Regions from separate parts of the Zea mays genome. Here region 2 is linked to region 1. A link is a contact called in public Hi-C data. All regions are on one chromosome and are shown on one strand. The core of a region is the stretch at or near the end of the contact, and the rest is flanking DNA. Distances in the headings are between cores, read along the strand shown.

Region 1 (6,279 bases), core at 3,207-5,706:
TATTTGAGGTGCCTGCATACTATTCTGGCAGAAATGAGGCAGTGGCCCATTTGACATGTCTGCAGTTCCTGATGAACAAAACAAGTTAAAATCAAGAGTTGCCAATGCCAAGTACATCACTAATCTCACACTCAAAGATTTCATTCAATGGCCAGTCAATCCATGATAACAGAAATTTACTGCTAACCATATTAGCAAATCTAATAAAAAACAGTAATCCTGCCAAGTATTACTAATCTCACACTCAAAGATTTCCATTCAATGGTCAGTCAATCCATGATAGCAGAAATTTACTGCTAACCTTATTAGCAAATCTAATAAAAAAATGGTAATTAAATAAACTGTAAACTGTGAGACGATTCCTTAATTCATAATTCAGCAAAACACCAGATGAATATATCTTTATTCAGAAGGTCTACTAACCTGGAGGATTGACCACTGCATTACTATATCCCCACTGTGGTACTCCATAACCTGCAGGCTGTGGAACCCATGTATTGGACTGGCTTATGTGACAAGCTGGATATAAATAGTTACCATGAGGTGCCAGCTCCTGGCAAGCAGCCACAGAACTGAAACTGTTTGAAGCATCTGCAGAAGATTCTTCTAAGTATGGCCACCCATTACTATTGTGGTATTCTGGTAGGTTTGAAGCTGCAGAACTGGGTAAACAATTTGATTGAGATGAAGGATTCCATGGCCCATGCACAGGATTCTGAGGCACATGAACAGATGAACTTGACCCAGCAAATCCATGAAGAAAATGATGGCTTCCAGCAACTACTGCATTTTTCCTTTTCATGAATCCAATAGCACTATCACCAAAATTGACACTGCTGCTACTCTCATCAATAGTTCCTGTGGGAACTTGATTATGTAAAGATGGTGGTAGCACACTGCCTAGTCCAAAGCTTTGAGTCTGAGGAATATATATGTTGACAGCTGCTGCTGACATGCTAGGGTTGTACATAGTAGTTGGGAAGACAAATCTTGATGTAACACCGGCATGTGGGTATGAATTATGAACATGCGGGCACTCATGATTCCGCAAATCACATATACCAACATTAGCAGTATTTCCTGGAACTCCCACAGCAACTTGCACACCCAGGTTGGATGAATCACTTGCAGTGCCTGCATAATAGGAACTTCCTGGTTGAACTTGGGCATGTCTTTGCTCCCATTCAGGATTAACAGACTGATGTGTCCAGAGCATATTTCTATGTGTCATGACGCCAAGTTCTATTTCCTTAAAGAAGAACTACTGCAAGTTTGGTCAGCAAATATCCTTTATCATCACCTCTCCCTGCAAACGAGATTTTTTACCAAACATGGTCAGCATTCAATCTAATATGGATAACAAGAGATGTAAATGCAAAGCACATCTTGTTTAATGATAGCAGACAGGATAATTCCAAGTACATGCTGAAGCTTGCAAGTGGGGACAAAATATTAACAAAATAAACTTGCACGGGACTGGGTCTAGGTAGCAGAAGATATTGAATAGCTCATATATAAGAAAAATGTAAAATAGTTTAATTCTTGCTGATATGAAGAGGCCTTGATAACTTGGTCCACAACCCTACAGGTAACAAAAATGTTCATTGGTTATATGAAGATGACTGTGTTTACTAAAGGCATTAACACTTGGTGTCATGCAACGTTTTTGTTACCTGTAGGGTAGAATGGTAACTAGTGTACAACTAGTTGATAGATAAGTGCCGACTAGTCACAACATTGGGACATGCAATTGGGGTCATTTTACAAAGCCTAATTTACAGTTACCTGGTGAACTAGTTTCTATTGCCTTCAAATCTTCCTGTAGTCAATTACTACGCTTCCACATAGTTAAACACATATCTGATGATGTTAATTACTAATCTGGCTATGATGCAATGTATCTAGTTTGTGACACGTTAATCCTACAATTACAATGTAGACCACTGGATGTGAAATGCTTGATCTGAACAAAATCCCAAACTTCAAACACACATTAAGAGAGTATGTAGTTCACTACATAAGAACTTAAACAGTCGCTAAAGAGAATCCATGCAGTTAGCAAAGGTAGCATGGGAAGAATAAAGAAAATCTGACAGAGAGACTCAAGCTTGCACTACATTGCAGGGGTAGAATGAAAAAAAAAAGAACAGAAAAAAGCATAGCAATCGAAGTATCATGTAACCAGGGTGTGTTCACTCATTGCTCCATGCTCCTACAAACAAAGGACGTGACACGATGCAAATTGGTAAACCTAAGTTTGGCCCACCGTGGACGAGATTGCCAAAGGAGAGGGAGGTAGTGGAAAGAGGGTGAAAGAGTACTCTAAAAGCAACAAATAAATTATTTTGTGGTTCCCCTCGTGTTGTGTCATGTGGACATCATACCCTCGCATCAACCATGTCCATCACAAACTCAAGGATGAGTTGTTTGACTTGGGGGAAGAGTAATTACGGGCATAGGTCCAAACAGTGAAACGACAATATGTAAGCTGCACAACAAGTTATGACAACTCATATAAACAATTACGACAATTCAGATTCCATGGTTGGGAATAAATTGATTGGTAAGCCATTTTAGTAATAGCTTGCCTTACTTGAAAGATTCAGCTTTTGCTTTACTTGTTTAAGAAGATTAGAGGCTTTCAGATGGGATGGGGTCGATAAATTTAGCAACCTAGCACATTTATTTACTTGTCCGTTACCGAGTCTGCGCCTTTCTTGGAGTTTGGCGTTTCTGTTCCTCTGTGCCCATCCGTGCCCTTGTTACGGAGCTTATATTGCAAAGTTAAGTTGTCGAGACTCATAAATCTAAAGCAACCACAAAAAGGATAGATTAAATGGCATTAACTTTGACGAGATGTTATATGGATATATGATTGCAAGCGCAACAACCCTACCAAACTCTTGTTGGCTAGTGTTGTAAACTCATTTGCAGAATGCATTGTCTTCCAGTGCAATATAGCAGGTAGGAAAAACCCTTTCCCCCTCAACAGACCCTAAAAAGGCCCAACAAAAAACTACCAAGATCCACAACACTAGCAACTGAAAAACTTCATACCCAAGTAGCAAATAACTGAAAACACTTGATTCTAAAATTGAAACAAAGAACGTGCTCTAACTAAATTCTTCAAACCAAACCTAAGCTCAGATACAACATTCAAAGTCCAAACCATTCCCTGATCATTAAAACCAAGTATCATTGCTAAGCAGCAATGAACACGACAGCAGGGCGGCACAGCTATCTCCTGTCCACATTCAACTAAGGGCTAGTTTGGAAGTACAAAAACCGGAGGGGATAAATATTCAATTTTCAATAAGAAGGGGATTTTAGCCCCTCTAATCCCCTCCGGTTTTGTTTTGTGGCTCCCAAATTAGCACTAAGGGTCTGCCATTCCCACGTGAAGTTATCCGGGGACTACCTAAAGCCTATGGGCGTGTTCGGCTGGCTACAAGCCGACACTGTTGCAGCTGTTTGGACTGCTGCAGCTGCAATCCATAGAGAGAAAAATACTGTAGAAGCCGCAGCCGCAGCCGGATTGCAGCCGCAGCAAGCCGCAGCGAACAAGCTGTATGCTGACCGTGGTTAGTAGAGTCTCAATCTGTACAACCATCCCAATCGAAGAAGAAGAAGAAAAAAAATACTACGCCGCACAAATTTTAAACGATATACGTCGACACCGCAAGTCCGAGTCCGCTGCTGCATGCATCACCAACAATGTTGACTCCGAGCTCCACACCACAGTACATCCCTGAACCATGAAGTTAGCTTGGCTCGCTGCGTATCGAACCGAGCCGAAGCACGCAGTTGCAGCACAGAATCCTTGTGGGACAAAAACAAAAACAAAAACCGTGCACCGACGGGACAAGCAAAATCCCTTCCTTCCTGCAGCTTCCCGCGACGGGCGCGGTCTGCAGCAGGAATGCCCCAACCAAACGCGACGCGCCCGAGGGCGTTCGAACGAGACCCCTCACACACTCACAGACAGGTCCTCGCAGCTGGCCGAACGCCCAATCGCGGCCCGAATCGGGGCGCCCGGGGACCCGATTCCTTCCCCGCCCCGCCCCGCGCCCCCGCGCGCGCGCAGACACAGTCGCACGGACGGGACACGGCGAGCTGGTCCGCAGCCCAGACAATTCGACGAGGAAGGTGGGGAACGAGGCGATTCGGGAAGCATCACCTCGGGACGGGACCGCGATCGGCGAGGGAGCTGGCTGTAGGAATCCGCGCCGGGGGGGGAGGAGAAGGGAGGGGAGGGGAGAGAAGCCTCGCGCTCGAGCGAGGGGGGAGGGGGGATGGAACGGAATCGGTTGGTGGAGGCGGTGGTATCCGGTGGGGGTGGGGGGGATCGGTCGACCGGCGGAAGGGTGCGACGGTACGGGTGGGTCGCGTACTTATAAGCGCGAGGAGCTTTTCGGGGACGGACGGAAGGAGAGGAAAAAATAGACCAGGAGGAGGAGGAGGAGGGCTGTCCTGTCTCAGTCTCACGCTTTTTTAATGGGTTTCTTTTTACTGTACTGTTTTGTTTGGACAAGGGGGTTGAGAAAAAAAAAAAGAGGGTGCGGTGTGATTCAAATCGCGTGCTCACGTTTTCCGTCTCGGGCCGCTTTTGCATCGGGGCCTCGGACAGCGCGGCTGCCAGTGCCATGCCATGCCCATGCCCATGCCGTCTTTTTTTAGCGCTGGCCGTGCTTATCTGTTCGTCTCTTCTGCTATTTATGCGTCAAACCAGCATATCCTTATCCTCCCAACCAATCTCTGTGTGCTCGTCGTGTCGTGTCACGTTGGCTCCTAAAACGAGCTACGGCGACGAAGCTTTCGGGAAAGAAGAGTACGTCTCCTTCTCGTGTGTGCTTTCAGAGAAGAGAAGGAGTCGCGGTGATCGTTTTTCCTTGGATCCGTTGTTGGCTGGCTCCTCATCCACTACAAGACTCCACTCTGCCTATCCTCTGCAAGTGGCTGCTGTGCAAACGCTACGCTTTACCACAGCTCGCCGATCGTTCGCTCTGTGCTGTCGTCCCCGTCGCCCGCGGCCAGTGCCCACGTCATGTCACTTTTACACCTGACCTTAGCGTGCCGCGCCGGCGCGGCGGATGGCGACAGTACATACAACTATACAAGCCTGTGTTGGTGGGCGCCGGCAGCCAGCAGAGTCTGGCGGCGCCGTGGCCACGCAACGCAACGGCTCTCGTGCGGCACATGGCCCGCGCCGCGCCCCCGATGGCTTTCTTTGGTCACGCGGCTTCGTCGCAGCCCCGGTGTGGCTGTGGTCTCGGCGCCTGGTTTCGCGGCGGCTGCGAGGAGACGACCACCGAGGACCAGGGTCCAGGGCCAGGGCCGCGCGCCGTTCACGTGCTCTATACTAGGTCCTCTCATCTCCGTCCTCGCCGCGGCTCCGACCGAGTAGCACTGCCTGGCGCGCTGCTCTTTTTTTTTCACCTGAGGCTACGTGATGGATTAGCTGAGACGGTAGAACCGTAGAGCAAAATGGAACATGAGAGTTTCAGACAGAGTATGGATGGATCGAGTTTACGGAATAAAAAAGAAACTATTGTCCGAAGGAGGATCTGATCCCTCGAGCAGGATATTCCCGAGGGAGATGCCAGGTGAGGGAATCTTCTTTTGTGAACGAGCTCGAGCGGATCTAAGGGCGAAAGGATTTCTACTTTCCCCCACCACTGTGGTTAGGGTTCAGGTTTTCTTCACGAAGGTTAGTTTGGGCAACCCCATTCTCCTAAATAATTTCTATTTTCTTAACGTAAATTCGTTTATTTTTCTTTGAAAAATGAAAATCTTCTGGAAGAATAGGGTTCCCAAACTAGCATAAAATCCGATGTTCTAAATCGTCAGCTCTTAAAACCGTTTAGAGATGATGCAAGTGCCCGCAGCTCAAAACTGTTTTAATTATCTTCCTACCTCAGTAGGGCTTTCGAACGGTTTTATTCTTTTCCACTTCCTCCGTGACTCTATTATAAACTATAGCATATTTTAAAAAAAATTAGACCCTCTCCATATTATATACAGATATAATGTATATTTAAATACAAAGTCAAAACCTACGTACTATATATAGAACCAGAAACGTAACCTGAAAGGCTGAAACGTCTCGAGGGAATGCTCTAAAAAAATCCACCTCTGACATGATCTTTTTTTTTCCAGCGAGTCGGGCTACACCGTGCAAAGTCAACTGTCCGTGGGTTTTGGTTTTCTACTCGGGCTACACACGTGCACAAATCACGAGTCAAATGAAGTTTGTTTAAGGCGCATATGTGATCTCACAGG
Region 2 (5,905 bases), core at 2,879-5,378, 280 kb before region 1:
GCTATTCAAGAAAAAAAATATGACGACATTTTGTCATCAAGCATCTTCTAACAGCACTGCATGCATGCAACAAATAAGCAACAGGCGACCAACGACGGTTCCAGTTTTTCATGACTACAAAACAGAGTAATGAATTTGACTATTCCTCATCTAAAACGGAGTTATCCATTAAAAACACAGTTAAATACTACAGGACCAATGGGTAGGTTCAACTTCAGTATTAACATTCAACAGTGGTGATAAGTAGCACATTTCTCCACTCTTCCTATATTTACTATTATGTTGTTTGAGGAAATAATGAATACTAGGAATTAACAACATATGAAAACAGACCGAGATGTTAGCCATGACGAAGGATATATTAATTTGGAAGGTCAAGTAGTGCCCAGGATTCAGGAAGGATATGTTTCGGTAATTAGGGTTAGTGCTATAGGGAGATGAGTACATATTGACAAAGATGTTAACCATAGAATCAAAACAGGATGGATGAGGTGGCTTCAAGCATCTGGTGTTCTATGTGACCAAAGGGTATCACAAAAGATAAAAGACAAATTTTACAAGACAACGATTAGATCTGCTATGTTGTATGTTGCAGCATGTTGATGACATGTTGAGCACATAAATGTTGCAAAAATATGTATGTTAAGTGGATTTATGGTCATACAAGAAAGGATCGAGTTTGGAACGATGATATACGTGATAGACTAGAGATAGCACCAATCGAAGAAAAACTTGTACAACACGTCAACACCAGTTGAGATGGTTTGAACATGTTCAAGGGAGACCTCCTGAGATACCAGTGCATAGTAGGATCCTAAGACACGAGAGTAGTGGAAAGAGGCTGGGGAAAACTGAAGTTGACATAAGAAAAGGCAATAAAATGGGACTTGAAAAGATAGAATATACCCAAAGATTTAGCCTTTAATAGGAGTGCATAACTGCATAAAAACAACTAACGTGTCTAAACCTTGAATTGTGGCTTCAGTTGGGTTTCAACCCTAGTCTACCTAATTTGTTTGGGACTAAAAGACTTTGTTATTGTTGTTATAGGAAAATAAACAGAGAGCAAGGACCCACAATAATATATTCTACATCTATAATTCTATATGTTAAAATTACAATTAACAACAATGACAAAGAATGCATACCTTCATTAATTCACTAAAAGAATTGAGCAAACTCAGAAACTCAGTATCAGAGTCAGAGCCGTTTCTAACAAGCACAATAGCTGCTTTGGACTTCAAAAGAATGTCAAGTCCATTTTTAAATTCAGTACTGAATGCATGTTCAGCTTTGTCCCCAAGGTTGATGAGAGTCTTGTATGGTATTTTGATCACTTTTTTCCTTGACAGTGAAGAGTTAGCGAGCAAATTCATTGAAGAGCTGAAATTGACAAGTTTGAAGAGCAAATATGAGAGCTTTTAAAAAATGACTAAACGGTGCTCTTCCACCAAAAGCAAACAAAGTGTGATTTCTATATCTGGCATTTGGGTAGTGTCAACATGTGTATATAGTAAAAGCACAGTGAATAAACCTATTGTTCTATCTTTTTAAGAAGTCTTTGGTGGGATATTGAATAAAGGGTGTTACCTCTCAATCTGCTTGCTAACACAATGTACTGCATGTCGGAACAATTGAAAGTCAATGCTCCCAATCTGCTCTGCAAGTGATGCCTTTTGGACCTTGTCCCCTGATACCAAACCTTCCAGAACATGGACTTGGTCCATTTCGGAGAGTACCTTCTTTCCTGCAATTACACGACGTTGAAACCTTTTCCTGTCCTTCCACTCCTGCAACAATCAAATCTGGGTCATGAATTATTAAAAATAAATAACAGAGTATAAACCATCAAACACCAAATATCACATTGCTTTTTGTTAGGACCTGAAGCACGGAAGTTAATGGTATAATTTGATTTGTTATAATACATGCAATATAATATCTACAATCTTCAGCCAGGACATCTGCTGCTATCAACATTTCAGTACTATGGACCTGACACATTCTTTATTTCTTTTAAGATGCAAATCATGGCTGTAGATGCGAGCATGGATGCCAGAAAAGGATGATGCAGACCTAACCATCGCACGCCTTTCTTTCTTCGATCTCTTGTCAGAACGAGAATTGAGCTCAAGTAACCCCTTCGGAGGTGTAATCCGCATTTCTCTGCTTGCCATATCAACATCAGGTACAATATCTTCAGCAAATGGAATCCACACATGCTCACGTGATGAAATTGAATCTTGATTTTCTGAATCTGGATCAACAGCAGTACCCTCAGAAGAGCCCATTATCACCTGTAGAAGATCTCCACCTCCGAAATTGAAAACCTGACCAACTGTTCCTACGAGCTTGCCTGTATCCTGTGGACTAATTTCAGTTACTAAACTTGATGACAATTGACAATACTTCCATGGGAAATAAGTAGTATAGTGTGTTTCTCGCCAAAAAAAGTAGGTTATTATGTGTGCATTTTTTGGCCGTGTTGTTTACTACTACACTTGCTGGGGGTGGACAAAACGGTTTTGAAAAGGTATCGAACGAAGGTCATAACGGCTGTGTCTACTTTTAGGGAGTGGAGGGAGTTATTTTAAAACACAAATGATTCTTATGTCTTAACCAAGTATTTACAGTGGCATGGACCAAAACCATGACTGGACAAGTAGCATAGACGAAAATTCTCCTTATCAAGAAGTATAAAAGTGCATGGGACATGCCTTTTAAAACTGCCTACATCACATCGTAATTTTGTAACTGAAACCAACCAATGAAGCGACATTGCTGCAATATCTTGAAAAATACAACAAAGATGTAAGTACCTTGACAATAACTCTCATTCCAACAAGGTCAAGTGAATAGAATTCATCATCCTCAATTTCTGGTCTATCTCGAGCTTTCACAAGTACAGCTGAACCAACTATTTGCCTAGCCTGAAAAGAGAAGGGCAAATGGATTACATCAGAAAACGAAGAGTAAAGTTGGGTAGTTTGAGCGGAATTACTCTTACAGTCAAGCCAGTCATAGAATTAGGCCCTGTTTGGAAGCAACCTAGTTTTTAAGAGACCACTTTTATCTTTTAGCTAGGAGAGTCCAGCTTCTTGGTTTTTAAGAAACTGAGAATCTAATTTCTATAAACTGAGTTCTAAACTGATATGTTTGGAAGCACCTCAATTTCTATAAACCAGATTCTTAAAAATTGAGTGCTTCCAAATAGGGTCTTAGACGGCCAGCTGTTACCATCTGTGACTGTACATCTCATATGCAGACGGAGAGGAACAGAAACAGTACAACAAAGAATTTTACATTAAGTAAAGGATTCCCATCAATCTTCCACTAAATAACTGCTCATTCTAGAAACTAAGCAAGACTGCGTACTACACTACCACTTAGACTAGTTGAGGGATAAGATTAACTGGCAAAATGCAAATGACTGCAGGGGAATGCAAAGCAGGCAGACCTCGTCCAGGTTGTTGACGCCATCAAAGCTGACGATCCAACTCTTCTTCCCCGTGTGCGCCCTTCCCCGAACAAGCTCGAATTCCCTGACCTGCTGCTTGCCAGCAGCTCGAGCCCTCAGCCATCTCGTCCCCGGCTGTCAGAACAAACAAACAGATAAACGAGAAACGCCAGCCAATTAGTAGCAATCGCCATTGACGGGGTGTCCACAGCCAATCGAGGTTGGTGTTACCGTGGCAAGGCGGAGCTCCGGAAAGTCGGTGCGTGGCGTGACGAGGACGTCGCCGCGCACCCCGTGCGCGCCTGACACGTATCCCACCTCGACCAGCTCCTCGTTCTCCCCGTCGTACCCCTGTTCCTCCTCATCCTCGAATTCCTGTTGCTCATCCTCCTCATAGAAACCACTTTCATCCTCCTCCTCCTCCCGGGCGTCACTGAGGCTGGATAGGAGCGTGGCGCCAGGCCGGGTCGGCGCGAGCGCGACGCGGCGCCGGGTGAGGAGGCGAGCGTTGGGCGCGGGGAGCAAGTGGGAGCGGTGACAGGAGAGAGGGACGGTGAGGGGGAGGGATAGCGGCCGCGCCGATGCAGAGGTAGGAGGCGCCATTTCGCGGCTCGGAGAGCGACGAGCCGACGAGAGGAACGCGAGACGGAATTGGATAGGAGGATCCAGACCGTAAGGCTGGCTCCAACAAGACCCTCTAAAGGGTTCTGTACCCTAAATTTAGAGGACGGGGACGTCCTCTACTCCCTCCAGCAACGTCCTCTAAACGGTTCTCTAAATTTAGAGAACGCTGCTGGATCCTCTATATGTAGAGTTTCTCTAAACGGTTCTCTATCTATTTGAATACTTTAAACAACCGGTTTAATAAAACTAAAATATGTACAATACATTTGAGAGTGTGACAAATACGTATGTACAAAAATTAAAAAATTAAAAATATGTTTAATATAGGTATTTACATATAGAGGACGTGATTTAGAGGACGTTGTTGGAGAGAAAGTAGATATAGGAGATGGAATCTTTTAGAGAAGACTGTAAAGGACGGATATAGAGGATGTATATAGAGGACGTTGCTGGAGACAGTCTAAGGCACTACGGGAGACTGAAATATCTGCAAATAGGTTTTAGCACGCGGCCCGTGGGCTGCTACGTGCACGTGCCTTGACTGGTGATTGGGCTGGGCCGGGACGCTGGGCTGCAGGTTTTAGGTGGGCTACCTGTTTTCCGGGAGAGAAAAACGACCTTTTCAAAGGACTGATTTATAGTTTGATTTTCTTGCCTAGTTGCCTCTCGTATGTACATCAATTGATGAACATTTCTATATATTAAACCAGGGAGCAAAGAAACGTATCTAGAGTATCCATGTAGGCTTTTAAATCTCTTCCGTATGATCGACATCCAACGATGCGACTGAGCCTCCAAAGTCAAGACTGTTATACTTTCGGGGACTCGCGAGCCTTCGAGAGTCCAGAAAGAAACGAATGGATGCAAAAGAAACACCATCCACAACCGCTGCCAAACGCTTCGTCTCTCTTATTTCTCTGTATCCGCTAGCCGCTACCAAAGGCTTCCACTCTGCCTTCCGCCGCGTGCTCTTATTTCTCTGTATCCGCTAGCCGCTACCAGAGGCTTCCAGACGGCGAATAAATCAGCCGGCTCGCGACTGCAAAAGCTGAGTAACCACGCCGCCGCCCCCAGTTTGGCCGTGGCCGTCTCCGTGGCCGCGTATCCATCCTCGTTCCGGCTCCCCGCTCCACCGCTGCGACCTTCGAGTCTCGCTGTCTTCGCGACTGTGCGTCTTCGCACTGCACTGTCGCGTCCTTCAAGATCCCGACTCCACCGCTCTAGGCTCCGGCGTTAACAACAGCGAGTTGTCGCTACTCCATGCCGCGTCCGTCAGGTACAAATCTATTTTCCCTAAACATAGCATCGTACAACCGAGTGTCCTGGCTATTAGGGTTCACAAATACATAAATGTCTTTTCCCCATCAGATCTTAGTCTATCTGCTTGCACTTGAGTGTCCTCACTATTAGGGTTTGCAAATACATGTCTTTTATCCAACGGATGTCTGTCTATTTGCTCGCACTTGGTAACTTCCCGTTCTGCAATACTACTGGTGCTTCCTCCGAGGTTTTAGCACCAAACACAAATGACACACAGGATCTAAACTAACCTGCACGGGAATCGTAGCACGCGCAAATTAAAGCATTTATAGCGGAGATCGAGTATTTGTATGTTTATTGATTTATTTGCACAGGCTAGACGTCCATTTTTTTAATCTATGATACCTTATCATTGCATTCACTGCTTACTGTTTTGTTACTTTCAATTTATAGAAAATCTTTATCTTTGGTTTGGAAAAAGGAAGGGCTTCATTAAGTTCTACATATCTGGCCAGGGAGAAAACCTGCTTCATCAAGATACATTTCATTATAGAATCCTTTTCA

Evidence for each region. Hi-C and Micro-C count contacts between places; a contact is called where the count stands out from the background.
Region 2: a contact with region 1 is called in a Hi-C map of leaf, with 7 times the contacts expected there. The contact joins the promoter of LOC100501868 here to the promoter of LOC103630734 in region 1. A contact is called at or near these places in 2 of 25 Hi-C or Micro-C datasets (ear and leaf).

What each region holds. Positions count from the first base shown.
Region 1 is chr6:176,032,404-176,038,682 of Zm-B73-REFERENCE-NAM-5.0, reverse strand. LOC103630734 (probable E3 ubiquitin-protein ligase ZFP1) reads right to left here and starts at 4,456. Exons shown (of 6, transcript XM_008651779.3): 1 at 4,178-4,456; 2 at 424-1,306; 3 at 1-68. The coding sequence starts at 1,231.
Region 2 is chr6:176,315,439-176,321,343 of Zm-B73-REFERENCE-NAM-5.0, reverse strand. It overlaps LOC100501868 (16S rRNA processing protein RimM family), which reads right to left and starts at 4,128. Exons shown (of 9, transcript NM_001196509.1): 1 at 3,689-4,128; 2 at 3,458-3,592; 3 at 2,820-2,930; 4 at 2,082-2,363; 5 at 1,591-1,790; 6 at 1,149-1,383. The coding sequence starts at 4,060.